Regions from separate parts of the Capra hircus genome. Here region 2 is linked to region 1. Evidence: chromatin contacts called from public Hi-C data. All regions are on one chromosome and are shown on one strand. Each heading gives the region's core, a stretch centred on a gene start, on an enhancer-like site or on the middle of the called end of the contact. The rest is flanking DNA. Distances are from core to core; before and after follow the strand shown. Region 1 overlaps LRRC20 (leucine-rich repeat-containing protein 20). Region 2 overlaps NPFFR1 (neuropeptide FF receptor 1).

The links. A called contact is a pair of places that touch in the nucleus more often than the background predicts.
Region 2: a contact with region 1 is called in a Hi-C map of blood, with 2.8 times the contacts expected there. The contact joins two enhancer-like sites. A contact is called at or near these places in 2 of 5 Hi-C or Micro-C datasets (blood and liver).

The regions. Positions count from the first base shown.
Region 1 is chr28:19,087,858-19,092,798 of ARS1.2, reverse strand. All of the region lies in intron 2 of LRRC20 (leucine-rich repeat-containing protein 20), which reads right to left. Among named protein-coding and RNA genes, the nearest start is that of LRRC20, 9.4 kb to the right of the region's middle. Within about 2 kb of position 2,513, at least 2 of the 5 cell types and tissues checked have an H3K27ac peak or open chromatin away from gene starts, as enhancers often do.
Region 2 is chr28:19,179,859-19,184,799 of ARS1.2, reverse strand. The region is part of intron 2 of NPFFR1 (neuropeptide FF receptor 1); the gene reads right to left. Among named protein-coding and RNA genes, the nearest start is that of NPFFR1, 6.6 kb to the right of the region's middle. Within about 2 kb of position 2,764, at least 1 of the 5 cell types and tissues checked has an H3K27ac peak or open chromatin away from gene starts, as enhancers often do.

The sequences.
Region 1 (4,941 bases), core at 1,264-3,763:
TGAACAGTGGGCTAAGTCCCACCCACCTGGACATGGCCCTCAGTGTCCATCTCTCTGGGTCAGTTCAGAAGCAGCCAAAATGCCACAGGCATGCTGGGCTGGGCTGACATCACTCAATCATCTCTGAAATGAGAAGGGCAGCCCAGGCCCAGGCCCTGCATTTCTGCACCACAGGCTACTGCCTTGTGCCAACTCAGTGCCAATGAAATCCATAAGCGCTCTGAAAGCTCTATTGGCTTTCCTTTCCATACTGATTATTTACCCCTGAATGATACCCTCACACAACAACCCCCCAGCAGGGTCTCACCTCCACCCCTTTCTCCACACTAGCACATCCTGTTGACACCAGACCTCCTGATCCCCCACCACCAGCACCCACATCCTGCTCTCTCCAGAACCCAAGGGCCAAAAACTGAAGAAGAGAAAGATCAAACTAAAGAAAGGAAGGAAAAGCTTATCACAACAGTTGGGAGAGTGGTTACCTCTCAGGTGGGAGGGCCTTCTGGCGATTCTGGCAATATTCCATGTCTAGACTTGGGTGGTAGTTACATGAGTCTTCATTTATAAATGTCTGCTAAACTAAGCATATATGATCTTATGAACTTTGCTACTTGTGTATACCTTTTCATAGCTTTTTTTTTTTTTTTTTTAAGAAAAAATGATTGGGTGAAGGCCACTTAGAAAAGAAAGCCAGGGTGACCTCTCTAAACAAGAAACATTTAGTTTGAACCTTAAGGTATGAGAAGGGCCCAGCCATGAAGAACAAGGAACAGCATCCCAACAAAGAAAGCAGCATGTGCAAAGACCCTAAGGCTGGAAGGAGTTCAGCAGTTCAAGGAACTAAAGGGTGGCCAATCTGGCTGGATATAATGAGAGGAGTCCTGAGGGGCCCAAAGTGCAGTGGGAGAAACTGGCATGTGTCAGTCACCCCCAGGTTTGTAGTACCAGCCTGGGTTTTACTCTCTGTGCAGGTGGAAGCCAATGAGGGTTTAAAAGAGAGAGAATTACAAAAGCTCAGGGCTGGAGCCTCACCTTTACAGGGAGCCTCACCTTTACAACTATGGGAGACTGGCCCATAGTTGGGGTTAGGGTGAGATCCAGAACCCCAGCTTCCTGATTTCTGATTCAGAGCCCTTCCCACAAAACAGAGCTCCCATCTTCTTCTCAGCTCACCAACCACACTCCACTTGGCGCCAATCCTGCCACAGCAGAGCTGACTGTACGGGCCATCAGGCTCAACAACTTACAGGCATGAGCTCCTAGAGCAGTGGTTCTCAGTGGAGTAGAGTTCTGCTGCCTGGGGACACTTGGTAGGGCCTGGGGACACGGTTGTCACAACTTGGGGGGGTAGCAGCAGAGGAGACTACTAGCATACAGCGGGTAGAGACCAGGAAAGCTGCAAACACCCTGCAATGCATGGATCAGCCCCCCACCAAGAATCACCAGCCCCCAGAGTCTACAGGGCCAAGACTGAGAAACACTCACCGAGGGATATAAAGCCTTCATTTCAAATAAGTGCTGCGCCCTGAAGGGAGAAAAGCCCTCTGCTCAGGGGTGTAAAGGGGAGGGGAGGATCAGGGCCAGTTCTCAGCCTCCCAGGACCCCCTATCCAGAGAGATCAAGTCTAGAGGTGGAGTTTTAGGCAGAAGGCTTCGGGTCACCCCCTCACATCACAGTCTAGGAAACAGAGAGGGTAGCAGGGGCTACCCCCTCCTCCCCTGGCAAACACCCCCCCACCCCAACCTGCTTCCCCAGCTGAGAGGCAAGAAGTAGAGGATGGCAGGTTTGAAGCTTCCAGCCTTCATGATAAATAGACAGGCAGTCCCGGCCAGGCTGGGGGCTGCCCTATGAAAGCCGGCTCCCCACTCCATGTCTTCAGAGCTGACCTGCACCCAGCTGACCCTCAGGACTCTCCAGGCCAGATGACACGGCCCCAAAACACAAGACACACCCCCCTCCCCCACGAACAGCACCAGCCGCCTGGGCTCTAGGCTGGGAGCCAGAGACCCAGAAGCCCTCCTGGGGCAAGAAAGACTGCTCCCACCACAAACCCTGGCTGCCCCCTCCCTCGGGGGGGCTGTGTGTGTGTGTGTGTGTGTGTGTGTGTGTGTGTGTGGCTGTATGTGTGTGTGTGTGTGGCTGTGTGTGTGCGTGTGTGTGTGTGTCTGCCTCATCCTCTTGACTGGGCACTTCTGGGGCACTTGAGTCCTCCGGGGAAGGCACATATACTACGCGCTCATTGTGTGTTGACAAAGGAGCCGGTGGCAGTGTCTGGCCCAAGGTAAGATGTTATTCCGATCCAGTGAGTGTGTACGCGGTGCTTCCTGACACTTCCCCAGCACCCTTGCTCAAGAAAGGAGCTGCCAAATCAGCTGGCTGCGGAGTCAGCTAGGACTGGAGACACAGAGTGTGAGCTGGCCGGGGGCGGAAGCCCTTGTTGGGACCAGGTGCTCACACCCAGCGACAGCCTGGCCAAGTCCCCGGCTCAGCTGCCTGTCCCCAGATCGGCTGGTAACAGGGTGCCATCTGCTGGTGAGACAGCAGAAAAGTGGCCCAAGTGTGAGTGAGCCTGGGAGGAGAGAGGGAAGGCTGGAGGGGAGGGGGAGAAAGTCTTGGTCTCCTCACTTGGTTATCCCACAGCACCCAGCCTAGCCCCTCAGTTCCCTGGGGATGGATCAAGTCCATTTCATATTCATTCTGTCTCACACACACACACACACCCACACACACACAGATATCTAGAGACCTCCCCAGATAATACCTCCAACCCCCAGCCAGTCCTCTATAACACGCCAGGAAAAGAAAGTTCCAGATGGTAAATAGTAAGCCAGTGGTTCCCAAAATTCAAGGCAGGGAAGAATCATACAGAGTTCATGTTAACATGTAGGTCACCACGCCCACCTTCTGAGATTCCACTGTGAAAGCTCCAGAGTGGGGTCCACGGTTTGCACGTAAGCAGACATAGCCCTTGGGGGCAGCCCCTTTCTGCTTACCACCTAAGACATCTTAAACAGCCACGCAGATATTAGACTCTCATTATTTTCCTCCTTTCAAAGGACAAGGTCGGCTGACTGTGGTTCCAAAACAGTGTGAGAGGAGAGGCAGCCTAAGGAGGGAGGAGGGTTACTTGTGTCTTCAAGCTCTCCTCTTCCTAGCCACCTCCTCCCCACAATGGGGGCAGCAGGGGCCACGGGAAAGGCAGGGCTAAGCTACTCAGAACTGTGGCTGAACCTGGCTCCAGCTCTAAACAGCTGTGTCACTAGTAGGCCACTCACACCCTCAGCCTCAGCTCCAGCATCTGTTAGACAGAGGAAGCTCCTACTTCATTTCTTTTTTCCACCTTTTTGGCATGTGGGATCTTAGTTCCCCAACAAGGAATTGAACCCACACCCCCTTTATTGGAAGGCAGAGTCTTAAACGCTGGACCACCAGGGAAGTCCCAAAGCTCCTACTTCGAAAGAAAGACAGCAGAGGAGACAAGGGAAATACCCTAATGCTAGGGGACATTTAGAAACACTGCATAAAAAAGTTCCACGCTCCAGTTTCTTCACCTGTAAAATGGGGATATTAATATCACCTCTGGCTTACAGTTGTGAGAATTAAATGAGTCAAAACCAGTAAAGTGCTGACAGCGATGCCTGGCATTCAATAACTGCTCCTACCACTTTGATGAGGGAGGCACAATTACCACCCCCATTTCATAGACGAGGAAACCAAGGCTCCAAGAGGTAAAGCAATCTGCTAAGGGAGCAAGCTAGTGGGTGGCAGAGTGGGGGTTCAAACCCAGGCCATATCAGTGGAGGAGAGCCTTGAGTACTCAGGTAAGTGCAACCAGATGAGTGACAAGCACAGGATTCCAGAGTTCCTCTCCTGAGGGCCCACAGCCCTCAGCTCCCCATGCAAAAGCTCTCCCCTTCCCCACCCTACGCGGCCCTCTGCCAGGCCTCCCTCCCAAACCAAATGCGGTCCAGGGGCTAAGACTCCATGCTCCCTATGCAGGGGGCCTGGGTTTGATCCCTGGTCAGGGAACTATATGCCACATGAAGACCGAAGATCCCAACTAAAAGCTGACACAGCCAAATAAACGAATAAATAAATAAACTTTAATAATAAATGAATATATTTTTTTAAAAAGCCAGTGGCTATCTTCAAGTCTGTTTGCTGGCAGAGATGTTTCGCTCACTATTGTTCGGTTCAGCCAACACCACTATGTACTTACAAAGTGCCGGATACCACTCTGGCTCTTGGCAGGTGGGGGACAAAAGACACAGGATCTCTGCCCTCCAGGGACACTGAATGAGTGCTCCAGAGGAGGAAGGGAGCAAGGGGTGGATCAGGTAGGGCTGAGGGCTTCCTGGAAGAGGTGGTGACCAAGCACATCTTGAAGCTGAGTATCCCTCTACTTTCTGGGCCACCACCCCCTGCCCTAAGACCCTCAGAGACACCTGAACAAAGGCTGCTAGCAGAAACACTCCACCTTCCCAATCTCTCAGACAGTAACTCTCTTGGAAATGCTCCTCCATGAGACGGAGAGACAGACAGACACAAGTACACACATGCCTACCTGCTGGTGAAATTCCTCTCTGTGTGCCAAAGGCCCAACTCAAATCCCAATCCAGCTACTTGTACAATCATCCCCTGGGCAGGTCTGCACTCACCTCCTCTGTGTTCCTGCCACACACCTGTGACTCTAAGGGGGCACTTACATCCCAGCGGGTCACACACACAGATCACACACACGCACGCTTATATATGGTGGAAAGTAAATAAATATCTGAAAGTGAATGTGTTAGTCACTCAGTCGTGTCCGACTCTTTGCAACACCATGGACGGTAGCCCGCTAGGCTCCTCTGTCCATGGGATTCTCCAGCCAAGAGTACTGGAGTAGATTGCCATTCCCTTCTCCAGGGGGGGTCTTCCTGACCCAGGGATCAAACCTAA
Region 2 (4,941 bases), core at 1,515-4,014, 92 kb before region 1:
GCAAGAGTACTGGAGTAGGATGCCGTCGCCTTCTCCAAAGCATGAAAGTGAAAAGTGAAAGTGAAGTCGCTCAGTCGTGTCCGACTCTTCGCTACCCCATGGACTACACAGTCCGTGAAATTCTCTACGCCAGAATACTGGAGTGGGTAGCCTTTCTTCTCCCCAGGGAATCTTCCCAACCTAGGGATCCAACCCAGGTCTCCTGCATTGCAGGCAGATTCTTTACCAGCTGAGCCACAAGGGAAGCCCCAAATGGAGATAAGCTCACACTTACTGAAAAGAGTGAGATAATACGTGAAGAAAACTTGACACAATGCGGGACACACCACACTCAGTGTGTGTTAACTCAGCAGCAGCTGGGCTGGTGGTATTAAACTGCACAATGGACCCGAGGGTAATATTTTATAGTACTCTTGTTGTGGGCCTCCCTGAAAAGTCTGGAAGATGTGTGAGAGAGAAAGCAACACCAAAATGAAGGTCCAGAGCACGGAATCCAGCTGGGTACTCCACCAAGTTCTAATGACTGCATCGTTAGCGCCACCTACTGGTCTGCCCTGGTACCACACAGAACTCAGCTCTAGATTGAGTTCGTTCAGTTCAGTCGCTCAGTCCTGTCTGACTCTTTGTGACTCCATGAATCACAGCACGCCAGGCCTCCCTGTCCATCACCATCTCCTGGAGTTCACTCAAACTCCCGTCCATCGAGTCGGTGATGCCATCCAGCCATCTCATCCTCTGTCTTCCCCTTCTCCTCCTGCCTCCAATCCCTCCCAGCATCAGTCTTTTCCAATGAGTCAACTCTTCACATGAGGTAGCCAAAGTATTGGAGTTTCAGCTTTAGCATCAGTCCTTCCAAAGAACACCCAGGGCTGATCTCCTTTAGAATGGACTCGTTGGATCTCCTTGCAGTCCAAGGGACTCTCAAAAGTCTTCTCCAACACCACAGTTGAGAAGCATCAATTCTTTGGCGCTCAGCTTTCTTCACAGTCCAACTCTCACATCCATACATGACTACTGGAAAAACCATAACCTTGACTAGATGGACCTTTGTTGGCAAAGTAATGTCTCTGCTTTTGAATATGCCCTAGATTAGAGACCCAGTTATACCATTATGACCAACCTAGAGCCTCGTAGGCTGCAGTCCATGGGGTCACTAAGAGTCAGACACGACTTCACTTTCACTTTTCACTTTCATGCACTGGAGAAGGAAATGGCAACCCACTCCAGTGGTCTTGCCTGGAGAATCCCAGGGATGGCGGAGCCTGGTGGGCTGCCGTCTGTGGGGTTGCACAGAGTCAGACTGAAGTGACTTAGCAGCAGCAGCAGCAGACAGCATATTAAAAAGCAGAGACATTACTTTGCCAACAAAGGTCCATCTAGTCAAAGCTATGGTTTTTCCAGTGGTCATGTATGGATGTGAGAGTTGGACTATAAAGAAAGGAGTGCGAAAGAATTGATGCTTTTGAACTGTGGTGTTGGAGAAGAGTCTTGAGGGTCCCTTGGGCTGCAAGGAAATCCAACCAGTCCATCCTAAAGATCAGTCTGAATGTTCGTTGGAAGGACTGATGCTGAAGCTGAAACTCCAGTACTTTGGCCACATGATGCGAAGAACTGACTCATTGGAAAAGACCCTGATGCTGGGAAAGATTGAAGGCGGGAGGAGAAAGGGATGATAGAGGATGAGATGGTTGGATGGCACCACCGACTCGATGGACATGAGTTTGAGTAAGCTCTGGGAGTTGGTGATGGACAGGGAATCCTGGCGTGCTACAGTCCATGGGGCCGCAAAGAGTTGGACACAACTGAGTGATTGAACTGAACTATACCATTCAGCGCCCACTTCCTGAGAGCCTCAGGGTGAACACAGCCTGACCTGCTGAAGAACACAACAGAACACAGTACAAATGGCTAATAAACACATGAGACGAAAAGTTCATTTGTAATCAAAGAAATGCAATTTTAAAAGAACGCTGGGTAAGCATGCCATCAATCAGACTGGCAGAGCGGAAAAGCGCTTGGTGACACCAGAGGGTGGCTGTGCACTGTGGGGTTGGAAGGACACACATCAGCTCAGCCTTTGCAAACGGGGCACATCCATCCAGCACCCCGATCCAAGACCCACTCCCAGAGCCAGCCAGTCCACTTTTAGGGATTTACTTAATAGAACAAGTTCTAGTGGTGGGAGGAAATGCTGACCAAGGTGGCAATAGTTATAAAATAGTAGGTAGAAGCATTATAAACTGTGTTCCATACAAAAGTGTGTGTGTGTGTGTGTGTGTGAACAAATGACCAAAACACCCAGAACAAACAAAAGACATTAACAGTGTGTAACAGAGTGTGTTTTAAGTAATTTCTTTATCCTTTGCACTAACTTGAGATCTAACCTTTCTAAGCAGAAGGAAGCTCTGATACATATGATTAAAATATTCATGACAGCAGTGGTTCTCAACTCTGACAGCGCCACTGGCAGCATTTTGGGGGGCATGGAAAGCAGAGCCCACCTGGATTGCCAAGAAATTTCAGTGTCCTGCACTGGAAGGAAACCAGCTAGCTTGCTCCTCTCTCTGGCAACCTTCCCCTGCATGGGCCACTTGCCCACAGGTCTCCCACCACCAGGCAGTGTGAGCAGACATCCTCCTCGCATCTAGCCTCCCTCAGCCACGGAGCTCCCAGGCTGGGCAGGCAGCTCTGGAGGCTGCCAGAGGCTCCGAGGGAGCCGCTAGACTGGGGCTGGGCTGGGAGCGGGGTGGGAATCGTGCCCTCTGATGCCTCACTGCACAGCACACCAATGCAGCCAAGGCCCAGTGGGGAAGGCCTGAGAAGGACTACTGCCCGGCTGATCCAGCAACTCTGCAGGAGGACGGACAGACTGCAGTGTCTGTCTGCAGGCCCTCAGAGATACTCCAGGCCCTATTTTTGGTCCAGCCACCCAAGAATACCTCCTTCTGCCCTCCAGTCAGTATCCAACCAGTCAGTGACCCTTGCTTAATTCGACCTGGCAACTCTGAGTGCCAGAAAGTTCTTCCTATTGTTGAGTTGTCTTCCTGCAACTTGTCCCCTACCTGTTCCAGTTCTGCTCCTTGAACAAGAATGGGCCCCTGTCCCCAAGGTCATCCCCCTCTCCCCGCCTTTTTACCCCCCACTCTGAACATCTTAGGGTCTTTTCAGTAAGTGGGAGTTTTGGACCCATGTCCGTCAGTCAGTTGGTTTTTATCTCCCCAGAAACTTTCCTCAAGATTACAAGCAAGATCTTCTCTCTTTGAAATGCACACAATTGATTTTTTTGGACCTAAATTCAGGTCTTTGCAATTCACTTTACATTTCATTTTCTTGGATTTGATCCAGTGTTCCAGACTGTTAGGATATCCTCATTTAAATTTTGAACCTGTTGCTATGTGGGTGTTATGGCTCTTATCCACAGATTCGAGGAGCATGCCTTTTATTTTTCCCTCTCAATTATTTAACATCAATGTCAAGGTCAAAGTCTGAGGGACCGCTAAGCTGTATTAGAGTTAATACAAAGTCTTGTCACCAGTCCTCCAGCCCCGTTGCCACTGCTCAGTTCCCAGGGCTCTCATAAGAGATCTTAGCCGGGTCCTGCTGAAATCTCGTAATTCATCTTTCTACCTCTTAGAAACCCAGTGTGAAAGAGGAAACGTGGGAGGTTTAGCCTGAGTTGTTTTTAGCACTAATATTGGCCCCTAATGACTACTACATCACTACATTTTTTTTCTTTCTTTTTGGAAAAAAAATCGTTTTTATTAAAAAAAGCAATATGTTTACTATAAAGCAGTCTGAGCACTACAAAAGAAAAGAGTGAAATAAACACCCCTGCAATTTCACACCAAGAGATGCCCCCATGGCCATTGCCTTTGTGATGCTCTCAGCCACATCCCAAAGGTTCTGGCCAAGTCGACTGACTGTACCCTACATTTCCAGCATCTCATCAAGCTGACACCAGGGCTCTCTGTTTTGCTTTCTTTGAAGCCACTTCTAGGATCAGCCTAGACGTGTGGGAGTGGAGCAACCTTCAACTGGTGAAGAGGAACAAACAGCTGTCAGCCACCCATCGCTGTGGGGAAAATCTCGGGTGCCTTCTGCACTTTTCTCAGAAGGCGTCCAGAGAGGTAGAACCCTAGTGGCCCACCACTAAGCCCAGTTCATCCACTCAGTTCTGTTCTTGCCTTTTCTCCTTTTCCCATCTCAGTCTCTTGACCTCTGCTTTCAGGCATCAGCTCCTTCTCTTAGGGTATACTTTCAGAAGCAGGAGGACCCAAAGATGTTAGTGACCATCTCTTTGCATGTACTTTACATATACATTTAATAATGCTGCTGCTACTGCTAAGTCGCTTCAGTCGTGTCGGACTCTGTGCGACCCCAGAGACGGCAGCCCACCAGCATAAAGGGGATCATACTACATGTGTGTTCTAAAGTCTGCTTTTTAAAAAGTTACTCACAGTAGGTAGTAAATATATTTTCATACCAGTAAATAAAATCCTAAACACAACCCATAAGCATGCTGTGGCAAGTGCTCTCATCATTTAATTTACTTAATTTAGTGACATTAGATGATTTCTAATTTTGCACTGTGATGAAAATGCTTGTGCACATATCTTTGCAAGTGTACAGGATGCCTCCTTTGAAAAAATTCTGTGATGTCTGATCAGTTTATTGTCTTCTAAGTCAGCAAAAACAAGACCTGGAGCTGACTGTGGCTCAGATCATCAGCTCCCTATTGCAGAATTCAGACTTAAATTGAAGAAGGTAGAGAAAACCACTAGGCCATTCAGGTATGACCTAAATCAAATCCTTTATGATTATACAGCGGAAGTGACAAATAGATTGAAGGATTAGATCTTGTAGACAGAGTGCCTGAAGAAAGATGGACAGAGGTTTATAACAATGTATAGGAGACAGTGACCAAAACCATCCCCAAGAAAA